Linked DNA regions of Mus musculus: regions 2 and 3 are each linked to region 1. The links are chromatin contacts, called in public HiChIP or PLAC-seq and Micro-C maps. All regions are on one chromosome and are shown on one strand. The core of a region is the stretch at or near the end of the contact, and the rest is flanking DNA. Distances in the headings are between cores, read along the strand shown. Region 1 holds the start of Rps17 (ribosomal protein S17). Region 2 holds the start of Homer2 (homer scaffolding protein 2). Region 3 holds the start of Sec11a (SEC11 homolog A, signal peptidase complex subunit).

Region 1 (3,491 bases), core at 247-2,746:
GAGCTTCAGCATCTCCTTGGTGTCGGGATCCACCTCAATGATCTCCTGATCTAGGGCTGAGACCTGAGAGGGAAAGAATCAAGTTCAAATTATGAATGCGTGGGTTATCTTTCACCTCCTCTGCTCCCAACGCAACACATAACCTTAGCTGTCCTGGAAAGCACCATGTGGACCAGGCTGGCTTCGAGCTCAGACATCTGCCTCCCAAATGCTGAAACTAAAGCTGTGCACCACCACAGCCCACTTTATTCTTGTGTCAGAACCATCTAGTGTGCATTCAGAAAGCAGGGTTCACACTTGGATGTCAAGCTAACCACGTCGGGAGGCACTCTCACTGGGCTCCCATGTGAAAATGAATTTAGACCTCGCAGAGAAGCTCAAGGTCGGCTGATTACAGGCACCCTCGGCTGGGTGTGTTGGCCCACGCCTTTAATCCCAGCACTCAGAAGGCCGAGGTGGGTGGATCTCTCATCATTTTGAGGAAATAGATTAAGACTTCACTGACATCCAGCTGCGTTCCCACCTCAGGTGAGCCCCCAGGAAGAGGTGCAGAGGAAGACCCACAAATCTTACCTCAGGAACGTAGTTATCTCTCCTCTCTCTCTCTTCTTCCTGCAACTTGATAGAGATGCCTCTCACAGGCCCTCTCTGAATCCGCTTCATCAGATGCGTGACATAGCTACAAGCAATGCGAAACAGTGACCACCTCCCACCAGAACCGACTTTGTCTCTACATCAAGGTCGGTCTCACCATCGGAAAGACACACAGACACACACACAGCACTGTTCAGATGTCCACTCCTTACATCCTCACTCGCCGTCACCAGCCCTCCTCCGAATGTCATGTACCCCGACTGGTCTTATCCGTCGTACGGACACAACACTGCTATTTTTTTGCACAACACGGCCATAGTGGTAAAATGCGGGAAGCAGAGACCACAGCAGTAAGGTTTTGAGGCCGGAGCTCTGCCTTCAGCTACCGTAAGGAGCCCGAACTAAGACCACGTCGGCAAAACCCCACTGTGGCCAAGGCACACCTCCAGCCCTTCGGCGGGCCGTCTGGGGGGAGCGGAGGCACCGGCCCGGGCAGGCTCTCCGGCGGCCGCGGCCCCCACTCACCCGGCTATCTTGTTCCGAAGCTTCTTGCTGGGGATAATGGCGATCTCCTCGCACACGCGCTTGTTGGTGTGGAAGTCATTACCCAGACGCGTGTAGTACTTCTCGATGATGACCCGGGCAGCCTTCTTCACGGTCTTGGTGCGAACGCGGCCCTGAGGGTGGAGAGGGCAAAGTCACCGGGGAGCCCGCGCCTCCCGCGGAGGGGCCGCGGCGCGCACGACTTCATGCGGAAGCGCGCCAGGCCGCCGGTGACGGCGCCGGCCCCTCGCTGCGGACTTGAGGCCGCGACGAGCGGAGGATGGGCGAGGATTGAAAAGGACAGAGCCCTGGGAGCCAAACACCTACCATGTTGGCGGGTCTCGGTAAAAGAGGAAACAGGAAACACAAGAGAGGCCTATAAAGCGCGGCCAGAAAGCCGCTTCCGCCTGGCTCGCGAGAGTCCCACAGCGGCCCCTAGCGGAGTGGAGTGAGGCTGCCTGGCTGTGGGCGGGGCGAAAGTCTGCGCGTGCGCACGCCGGCAGCTCGGCCGTCTTGGTTTCCACTCCAAATAGTTCCGTGCTTCTCTTGGGCGTCCGGTGTGTTTTAATCTAGGAGTTACTTTGAGGTCCTGAGATGGAGCCTAAAGGAGGCCCGAGCTATGAAAGGCATAGTAGTAAACAGGGTCATCCCCGATTTCCACCCTACCCGCGCCTCTAGTCAGAGATTAGTAGGGTCTAGCCTAATTGGTGAGGTTCCTCTCATTTCCTGGTGTCACAGCAAACATCACCTAGAGTGGCTTTTCTTCTCATCCCAGCACAGTATTCCATTCGAGCTGCTCTTAAATGTCTGAGCACAATTACTTTTCTCAGCTAGGTTTGAGCTAAACAGGAAGGGCTAACCTCGAGTGCTTAAATCAGTGGCTGGCTCACAGAGAGGTCTCAAACACTTTTACCAACAAATTAGGATCTCAGTTAACTAGACTGTTCCCGATTAGTAGGGACACTATCTCCAACCTTCAGCTTCTTCCGGTTGTTCTGCCATAACCAAGCCCAAAGCAGGCTCTTACGCTACGACCCAGTGGCTTCATCTGTCCAGAGAGGGCCTTTCCTCCAGCTCTTTCCTGGGACAGGGTCCTGCGCTCAAACCTAAGGAGACCGTGCTGGCCACAGGGCATGTATCAAGGGGCCAAGGCTGTGCTTCATCCTTCAACTCATCTACGTCACTCTGGTTAGGTGAAGAGCTGAAAGTCCTTACTCTAAAAGTAGCTCATGGCGGGAGGAAAAAAGATGTCCTTGACCATGGACCCGGAAGAATACTGAAGAGACCAAAGGGTCTGTAATCCCTGGGGGTTGCATCGTACATTACCAGTGAATTCCCAATGAAGTGGAGGCCAGGCTCCAGATGCAAGACTAGACCTTACAGTCTTGCAGGAAGAGAACTCTTGGATTCTGAGGAGTAGTGAGTTTTTGCACCTTACAAGGATTTAAGTACCTAGGAGTCCCTCTCCCTCAGACTAGAGTTTCCCAAAGGACCAGTTCAGCATGCTGCCGTCTCCACTTGAAAAATCATCAGACCTGTCATGAAGCCATGGAGCCTGTTAGAAAAGCTAGTGTAAGGGCTGTGAAGAAACAAAGCACTGCAGCGTGTCCTGGTGCATACCTTAATCCCAGCACGTGGGATGAATGGTAGGCAGAATTCCTGAGCTTGAGGCCAGGCTGGCTTACATAAGGAGTTCCAGGACAAGGCCACAAAGAAAGACCCTGAATCAAAAAAGCAAAATAGTAACCACTCAGAAAGGAATTACATCAGCACAAGTGTGTCCAAGAGGAAGGAGGAACACGTCAGGGCTCACAGGAAAGCAGCCAGCAAATGGCTCCTGACATCTTGGGAGTTGTGCCTCTAGCATTCCTAGGGCTCCATGTGGAGGAGGCCTTGAGGGGCCAAGAAGTAAAATGTACAGGCAGGCCTCCTATTCTGATTGTAATCACCCAGGTACTAGACACTCCAGAGTGGCTGACCAGGATGTAACAAGTCCCATATAGGAGCAGGTCTCCGCATGTACCTCCCATCCCTCTGGGCTGGTATCCCATTAGTGAAAATCCATGAAAAGAGGACTGGTCTCTGGAATCTTCCCTGCTTGCTACCACACCCCACCACACACACACCCAGATACAGAGACAAAACTACAACTCTGCTGCAACGTGTTTATTATGTGCCAAAAAAATTACACCACAGCTTACTCCACACATCTGTAGGAGAGTGCAGTCTTGCCTGCATATACAACAATGAGGTAGAGACTTCACACACAGCTTCACAAAACCCACAGAGTAGCTGGGATATGCAACAATGCAACATCAGCTCAGCAGGAGGGAGGGGTTATGACACTGGCTCTT
Region 2 (3,606 bases), core at 293-2,792, 360 kb after region 1:
AAATCACCAGGTCCTTTTACCTTCCACGTGTGCCAACTCCTTCCCAAAGCTTTTGTTTTTTAACTATGAAACCTGAGCGTCTCAAAGATTCCTTCTGCTCAAAGATGAGTTCTTTCATATCTGCTGAGAGATGGCTGAAAATGTTACAAAAATCTGCCTTCTGGGTAGGATGACTGTCTATCTCTGGCCTCCCAGTCGTCCAACATAAGTCTCTTGGATAGGCATCAATATTCCTAAGCAAACTTCCGATGGGCCCTCTGTCCCCCTTGTTCCATCTTGGCGTCCACAGCCATCTGCTCTCCTACCCGGAGCTCTACCTTGCTTGCCTCTGCTCCCTCCAAAACTCTACCAGCTCCACGGAGAAAGCCACTCCTGAGGCTTGTCTGGAGCTAAGCACAGTAAAGCCACTGCCCCATAGGGGCTGGTGGGGCCACCAGGGCGATCATGACTCTTCCCATGGCACCCATCCCCAAAGGGAAGCTAGTTCTCTAGACCACCTACACAGCAGAGGCCTCTGGGCCCCATGAAAGGCTGTTTGAAGAACACTGGGCTCAGCAGCAGAAGACAGACCTCTGATGTCCTTAACCATCCTCATGGCCAGTCAGGCAGTGGCCTAGCTTCTGCCGGTGAGCAACCACACACTAAGTATTCCCCTTTTACAAATGTATCAGCTGTTCAAGCTGGGAGAAGTCTCCCAACTAAACCGGCCTCAGTTTCCTCTTGTGGAGAGCAAGCACACAAACCATATCTCGCATAGAGACTGAAACACCATGAGTGTGCGCTCACATCGGCGAGCAGATGTAAAGAGTTACTGTGTTATTAGCACAGTGGCTCCTGACTCACAGCGCCTACTGCTCGGAGAGACGCCGAAGAGAAATCAATCCTGCTTTTAAAATTACTTTATATACTCAGGAGCATTAGTCACTTCAACTGAGTGCTCCAACTTCCCTCCCAAGCATCTGGAGCCTCACCTAGGTGCCTAACAGATTGTCGCATCTCAACGCTGCCTACAAGTCCACTATTCCTACGCTGAAGGGTTATTATTGGGTGTGTTTCCTTTCCAGGAAAACTTCGATTTCTATGTCGCTGGCTGTAAATGCAGCCGTGAAGAAAGGCAAACTGCTTTTCACACTCACAAACCCAGGCCCTGGAGTTGCTCGCGCTAGGGGCAAGGAGACCGCGGAATGGCCGAGGCGCCGAGACCAGCCCGGGTGCGGGTCCCCGCCAGGTGTCTCCGCGCCCGGCTGGCTGAGACGGGAAGGGCCGTGGGCTCCAGGCGCAAAGTCCGCGCCCAGGCCGGGGGCGCCCCGAGCTCCCGCCGCAGCACGCGACCGGCGGCCCGTAGCCCCTCGCGGGCGCTCCGCGAGCTCACTCACCCCATCTCCGGCGCTGCTCGTGCGGCCGCTCCGACGGGGCCCCTGGCGTTCGCTCTCCGCCCGCTCGGCAGCTGCTCCCCGCGCGGCACATGCGGCGGCCCGAGTGCGCCCGGCTCAGCCCCGGCGCCGTTCCATTCCGCCGGCTGCGCGGCTGCTCTGCCGGTGTCGGGGCCGCCGCCAGGCGCGGGCGGGCGGGAGGGCGGGGGCTGGGCGGCCGGGGGCTGGGCGGCCGCGCTCGGGCGGAGCCGCCGGTCCCTCCCGCCCGCTCCTTACGTAACCTCGTGGCCCCCGGGCCGCCGCCGCCCGCCTGGAGCTGGGGGCGCGGCAGCGTGTGCAGCGTCCCCCGCGCTGCCGCGCAGTCGCCGCTTCTTCCAGCAGCCCCCTCCTCTCCTGTGTCGACCCCGCACCCGCGCGCCCTGCCAAGCTTGGCGCCGCGCCTCGGACGGGATGTCCCACCTGCTGGACTTGAAGTCGCAGCTGGCAGGGACTTTTTGGCCACCTTTAGTTTGCAGATGAGGGAACCGAAGCCCCCCAGGGAGGAGAAATGATGTGACCAAGGTCACAGTCTCAGATTAGATCTCACGTCTCCAGAGTCTGAGATGGGCAGGACCACGATTTGCTCCCCACCCCATTTAATGCCCACCTTCGTCTTCCTGCCCACCTGTCTGGCTGAGTGGCCTTAAAATCCTGGAGGGTAAGATGGCAAGGAGGATTCTGTAGCCCAAAGCAGGTTCCCTGAACTCTTCCCTGGGTAAAGACAGAAACGCACACCCTCAGCATAGCGAGTTGGCAAAATTTGAGAGGCTTCCTTAAGCTTGGCTATGATTCCCTACCAAAGGCCAGCACTGGAGCCAACCTAACCATCACCCCACACTGGGCCTTCCACGGGATTGTCTTCGGCTGAGCACACATTGCCCACACAAGCCTGGCATCTCTGGACAGACAGGGACTGGGAGGAGAAGGCAAGGACAAGCAACTGGAATAGGGCCACCACCGTGCCCCTGCCCTCATTTCCCTTCAGGCCACTGTGACTAGCTACCTAGCTCCTTCACCTCACAAGAGCACCCACCCCATTTCTAAACGGTGGTCAGTAATTTCTGAAATACAAGTTGATCTGAGGCTCCCCTCCCACTGTCCTTGGGATGAGCCTGGCCAGTCCACTACCACCTCCAGCCCTCTCACTTTGCCCTTGCTCGCCGCACTCCAGCCAGCTGGCCATTCTCTCAGCCTACCCACGTGCTCTTCTTTCTGTCTGGGAAGATTTTTTTCCCCTTCATTCCTACATGTGCTTCAGATCACTGTTACACTGTCGCGTCCCTTAGGGGCTTAACCGAAGGCCGTGGATGGCATTGTTCCGGTCCATTTTTCTTCCTTGCACTTACTGTTAGTAGTATCTCGTGTAAAATTATTGGTTTAATATTCCAGACACACCTGCAAACTCTTAGAAAGATGTGGCTTTTTGCCCATAATTGTAACCTCTACTACCTACAATGGGAATTCAAAGTCTTCCACCAATATTTGTTGAATGAATAAGTAAACAGACCAAGCCCTATCTATACAAAATTGGTCAGGATCTGTGCACACAGGTGACTCTGTTTAGAGCCAAGACTAATGAACAGTCAGCCCCAGAGGAAGTTCTTCTAACACAAGCTGAATTCCAAAGACCAGGGCTGTGCCAAGGTGCTGAAGGGAAGGGGTCACTGGTAAAGTCCCAGAAAGAAGCCAGAAGTAGGAGGATCAAAAGCAGGAGCCAGCAAATGTGTGTTAGGGGTATGGAAAACAAGACTCTGAGCAAAGGAGCCCAGTGGTGTTCAAGCCCTGGCTGGGAGGTCCATCTCTTTGCTCCTCAGATAGACAGGGTGCACCCACATCACCTTGGCAGGATGCAATGAGGCCAAGCAGGTGGGGTGGTGAATCGCAGCCAGTGCTCTGTGGTTAAATTGGCTGTCCTCTGTGTAGAAGGCTCTGAGGGAAGAGAGAGAGGAAGGGTGGATCAAACTCAAGGTCTGGGAAGGGATGTGCTTTCTTCACCTTCTCCAAGCTACTCTAGGAAGAGGGGTGTGGAGAAAGTGGACTCTGCTACTCTTCTCCTCTCCTTCAACCCAAGGCTTCCCGGGCAGTTCTCTCTGATGGCTCCCTACTCCGTCTCATTTTCTCGAGTCATCTTCACTGCACTCTCTCATCATCTTGGACTCTTCCCAAGAGATGGGCATTCACTTCCCAGTTAGAG
Region 3 (3,533 bases), core at 115-2,614, 400 kb before region 1:
ACATTTGAAAAACAATCAAACAAACTTAAAAAAGAAAATACGGTTATTTACCCTGACTCAAGATGCGAAGGCAGGAGTCCAGCTCAAAGCCAGCTTGGGCTACACGGTGAGTTCCAGGCAACAGGGCAGAGTCATACCAGCCAGTGATGCCATGTTGTGACATATATCTATAAATCTACCTCTCATGAGGCTGAGGCAGGAGGACTACATAGCAAGACTCTGTCTCGAAATAAAGTAATAAAAATAAGGTCTTTCAAAACTAGAAGCGCGGTTCTGGTAGCCTGTGATGAATGCAAGGCCCTGGTATTGATCCCCATCACCGAAATAGGAGTCCATACAGAAGACAGTTAAGTGACAGCTACTCCTTAAAGCTGTTCTGACTGGAATGTCTCACAATTTTGTATGTATGTCTAAGAAGAGACGGACCTACTTTTCTATGTAATAATTATAAACAGGGCAAAACAAAGTCCTGTTCCAAAATAAACCAAATCTTTAAATGAGACAATTCTTAATACCAAAATACGAGGGGGGTAGGGAGGCAGGGAAAAGGTCAATTGCTACCAGAACATTCGGTTCAGGAGACAAAAAGGTGACCGTGTTCTCAGTACCTTCTAACACATGAGCTAGAAGACAGCAAGACTGAAGGATAAAATCTGATTTAAGTTTCAAGATTTCTGTTCCACTGACATCTATCATCAAAGATTCAGTGGACTGTCACCTTTCTGCCAAGGAAACTGGCACACAAGTGGTATAACAGATTCAACTCCGAGCTTAGAGTGACCCTAGTTAAAATGGATGAAGCTCACTGAGGTCTAGCTGGGCTGAAAGGTGGCTACACAATGAAAGCAACACAACGGCTCCTGTGGGACCTGTAATGGCTTTCCCCAGAGCCCCACCAGAAACGGTTAAGTCTGCCGCTTTACAGTGTCCCAAACTCCCACTTACAAAGCGCCCTATAGTTTTCACTTACTCCCCTGCCTCCTCGGGGGGAAGGGATCGCAAAGGTTCTCTCCTTCCCTCTCGGTCCCCCGAATCTGGTGCTATGAATGGGGGCAAAGAGGTCTTGGCTACCTACAGTCTGCAAAGAAAGAAATGATCCATACAGGCAACCGACCCACGCAGGCCCTCAATCCCGCCCAGAGATCCGCGGGGCGCCCCGCAACGGCAAAGAGACCAGAGGAACCCTGGCAGAGAGAGAGAGGGCGGCCCGTCTCACCTGCCTCTTGTTCATCCGCCGCACATCGTCTAGAAAGTCTAGAGACAGCATGGTGAGATGGAGAGCGCGACAACTAGCAGCCAAGAGGGCGCGATAGAACCACCAAGAGGGACCGCTGCAACACGGGCCGGGCTCACCGTGGACAGAACCCCCTGATGCCTGCACTTCCGCTTCCGGGGCGGGAGCAGGCGAAGCTCCTCCCTTCTGAGCAGAGAATGGACAAAGAATGACTTGTGAGCCCCCTAGAACAGCCCAGGGCCTGGCCTTGTCAAAAAAGGACCGTAGCCTTCTCCGGCCGAGAACCGGCTGAAGGCTGCTTTCTGTGCTCAGCCCGCGCGGCGGCTCCCGAAGACAGTGACCCTAGGTTAGCTAAGCCCACAGCGTGCGGAAGGCGGGCCCTTGGACAGGCCTGGCCAATCGGAAGCCGAGTCTGCGCCAGCGCGAAGTCGGTGTCTTCCTGCGTGCTGCTGGGGCACGGGTGTGGCTCGGGACGTGGTGCCTTGCTGTTTGTTCTCAGGTGGAGCACGCTGCGGTTCGCTACCGGAAGCTGTGTGTGTCTTTTAAAGCATTGTATACACACACACACACACACACACACACACACACACACACACACACACACGCCAATTGATCACAAGATGCCTTAGTGTCATGAGGGCACTGGTGGTGCAGGTGGCCAGGAAGACCCGTCTCAGTTTTGACCTTTACCAACAGTGATTTGCTTTGTCTCCTGACACTTGGATGTGAGCCATTTATTTGACCCGCAAATTTTCACAGGGGCGGGGATTAGAAGTGACATCATTGCCATGGGGTTTCTTTTGGTGGGTGATAGATGTACAACTCCATGTATATACTAAAACCATTGAATTGTGCGCCTTAGTGGACTGTATGGTATGTGAATTATAGCACAATAAAGTAGGTGTGAGAATGGAAAGGAAACCGCTGATGTCTTGTTCACTGTTAAATTCCCAGTGGTGGCCGCACAGCTGGCATGTATAAGGCACAAAATCAGTACTTGAATTTAAAGAGAGGAAAGAGAGAAAGACTATCTTCAACTATTAGTAGAAACCTTACATTTACTGAGATGGGATAGGAAATGTTTAGAATTTCCAAGTTAGAAAGTTTTATAAAAGAAAATACATAGAAACCCCCATGGGGTGCCCCATAGGTATCCCAGCTTCCGTGACAGTACCAGATATGTGTATCAGAATGACTTCTTCATTAATAACTGTTGATGTGGTTCTCGATCTAAATTCTGGCTAGTAGAAACCTTCACATAAGCTTGTCAGTGTTAAATTCAACCTAAGTTCAAATTAAGTGGGAATGAGCTTTGACCCTGTATTTTGTGCCTTGAAGAGCCCCAAGAGCAGCTCAAAATCCTGTGGGTCCAAAAAAGGTGAATAAGCTATTTAGTTGGGAAGCTTTAAAAGCATCTCGTACAAGTGGGTGATGGGGGGAAGACAGGTAGATCTCTGCAAGTTCGAGGCCAGCCTGGTCTAAATAGTGAATTCCAGGACAGCCAGAGATTCATAATAGAGAGATGCTACCAAAAAAAAAAAAAAAAAAAAAAAAAGCTGGGCATAGTAGCATAGATTTGTAATGTCAGTGCTGGGAGGCAGAGACAGACAGATCCCTGGCACTGGCTGCTCTTCCAGAGAACTCCAGTACAATTCCTAGCACCCATTTTTAGTAGCTAACCTGTAACTCCAGCTCCAAGGGATCTGGCACCCTCTTCTGGACTCTATGGACACATATTCATATGCACACACCCATGCCCAGGCACACACACAAAAACATAATTTTAAAATTGCAAAAATAAAATCTCTAAATTTTTCTAATAAGTAAACAACAGCTGAGTCACAATACCAGAAGTTGTCCTCTGGCCTCCACAGGCATGCGAACACACACATGCACGAGAGTGTGCATCCATGCACACACACATACACACATGCACTTACACACAAACCATTTAGGTTGTTGCTAGAACAGATGGTACATGCCTGTGATCCCAGCACTTGGAAACTTTAAGCCCTCCTGGGTTTTTGTGGGGTTTTTTTGGATTGTTTTGTGTTTGTTTCTGTCCAGTTCCAGCTGACTTGGAATGTACTCTGTAGGCCAGACTGATCTCAAACTCACAAGAAGCCTCTAGCTTTAGCTTCCTGAGGGCTGGGATCACAACTGGCCAAAATGTATTTTCTTTTTTTCAGATTGTATTGCTGCTACAGTTTATCTAAATACATACCCAATAGAGAGAATGCAGTTGATGTTGGGCTGTTGTCAAGGCTCAAAACATGAATTCGATACCCAGGATCCACAC

What was found. Hi-C and Micro-C count contacts between places; a contact is called where the count stands out from the background. HiChIP or PLAC-seq counts read pairs in DNA pulled down with a chosen protein or histone mark.
Region 2: a Micro-C map of embryonic stem cells shows a contact between it and region 1, with 2.4 times the contacts expected there. The contact joins the promoter of Homer2 here to the promoter of Rps17 in region 1. A contact is called at or near these places in 7 of 39 promoter capture datasets (the 3T3-L1 cell line, embryonic stem cells, hippocampal neurons and 3 more), 1 of 484 Hi-C or Micro-C datasets (embryonic stem cells) and 2 of 115 datasets of contacts at active chromatin or transcription factors (both in embryonic stem cells).
Region 3: an H3K4me3 HiChIP or PLAC-seq map of embryonic stem cells shows a contact between it and region 1, with 13 read pairs. The contact joins the promoter of Sec11a here to the promoter of Rps17 in region 1. A contact is called at or near these places in 13 of 39 promoter capture datasets (the 3T3-L1 cell line, 3T3-L1-derived adipocytes, the C10 cell line and 8 more), 2 of 484 Hi-C or Micro-C datasets (embryonic stem cells and muscle stem cells), 15 of 115 datasets of contacts at active chromatin or transcription factors (the SCID.adh cell line, astrocytes, bone marrow-derived macrophages and 9 more) and 2 of 9 other capture datasets (adipose tissue and embryonic stem cells).

What each region holds. Positions count from the first base shown.
Region 1 is chr7:81,343,738-81,347,228 of GRCm38.p6, forward strand. Rps17 (ribosomal protein S17) reads right to left here and starts at 1,497. Exons shown (of 5, transcript NM_009092.3): 1 at 1,465-1,497; 2 at 1,120-1,271; 3 at 574-679; 4 at 1-63. The coding sequence starts at 1,467. Cpeb1 (cytoplasmic polyadenylation element binding protein 1) reads right to left here. Exons shown (of 12, transcript NM_007755.5): 12 at 3,289-3,491.
Region 2 is chr7:81,705,383-81,708,988 of GRCm38.p6, forward strand. It overlaps Homer2 (homer scaffolding protein 2), which reads right to left and starts at 1,543. Exons shown (of 9, transcript NM_001164086.1): 1 at 1,377-1,543. The coding sequence starts at 1,381. It overlaps Gm32579 (a long non-coding RNA gene), which reads right to left. Exons shown (of 2, transcript XR_391652.2): 2 at 2,770-3,341.
Region 3 is chr7:80,946,186-80,949,718 of GRCm38.p6, forward strand. Sec11a (SEC11 homolog A, signal peptidase complex subunit) reads right to left here and starts at 1,365. Exons shown (of 6, transcript NM_019951.1): 1 at 1,217-1,365. The coding sequence starts at 1,267.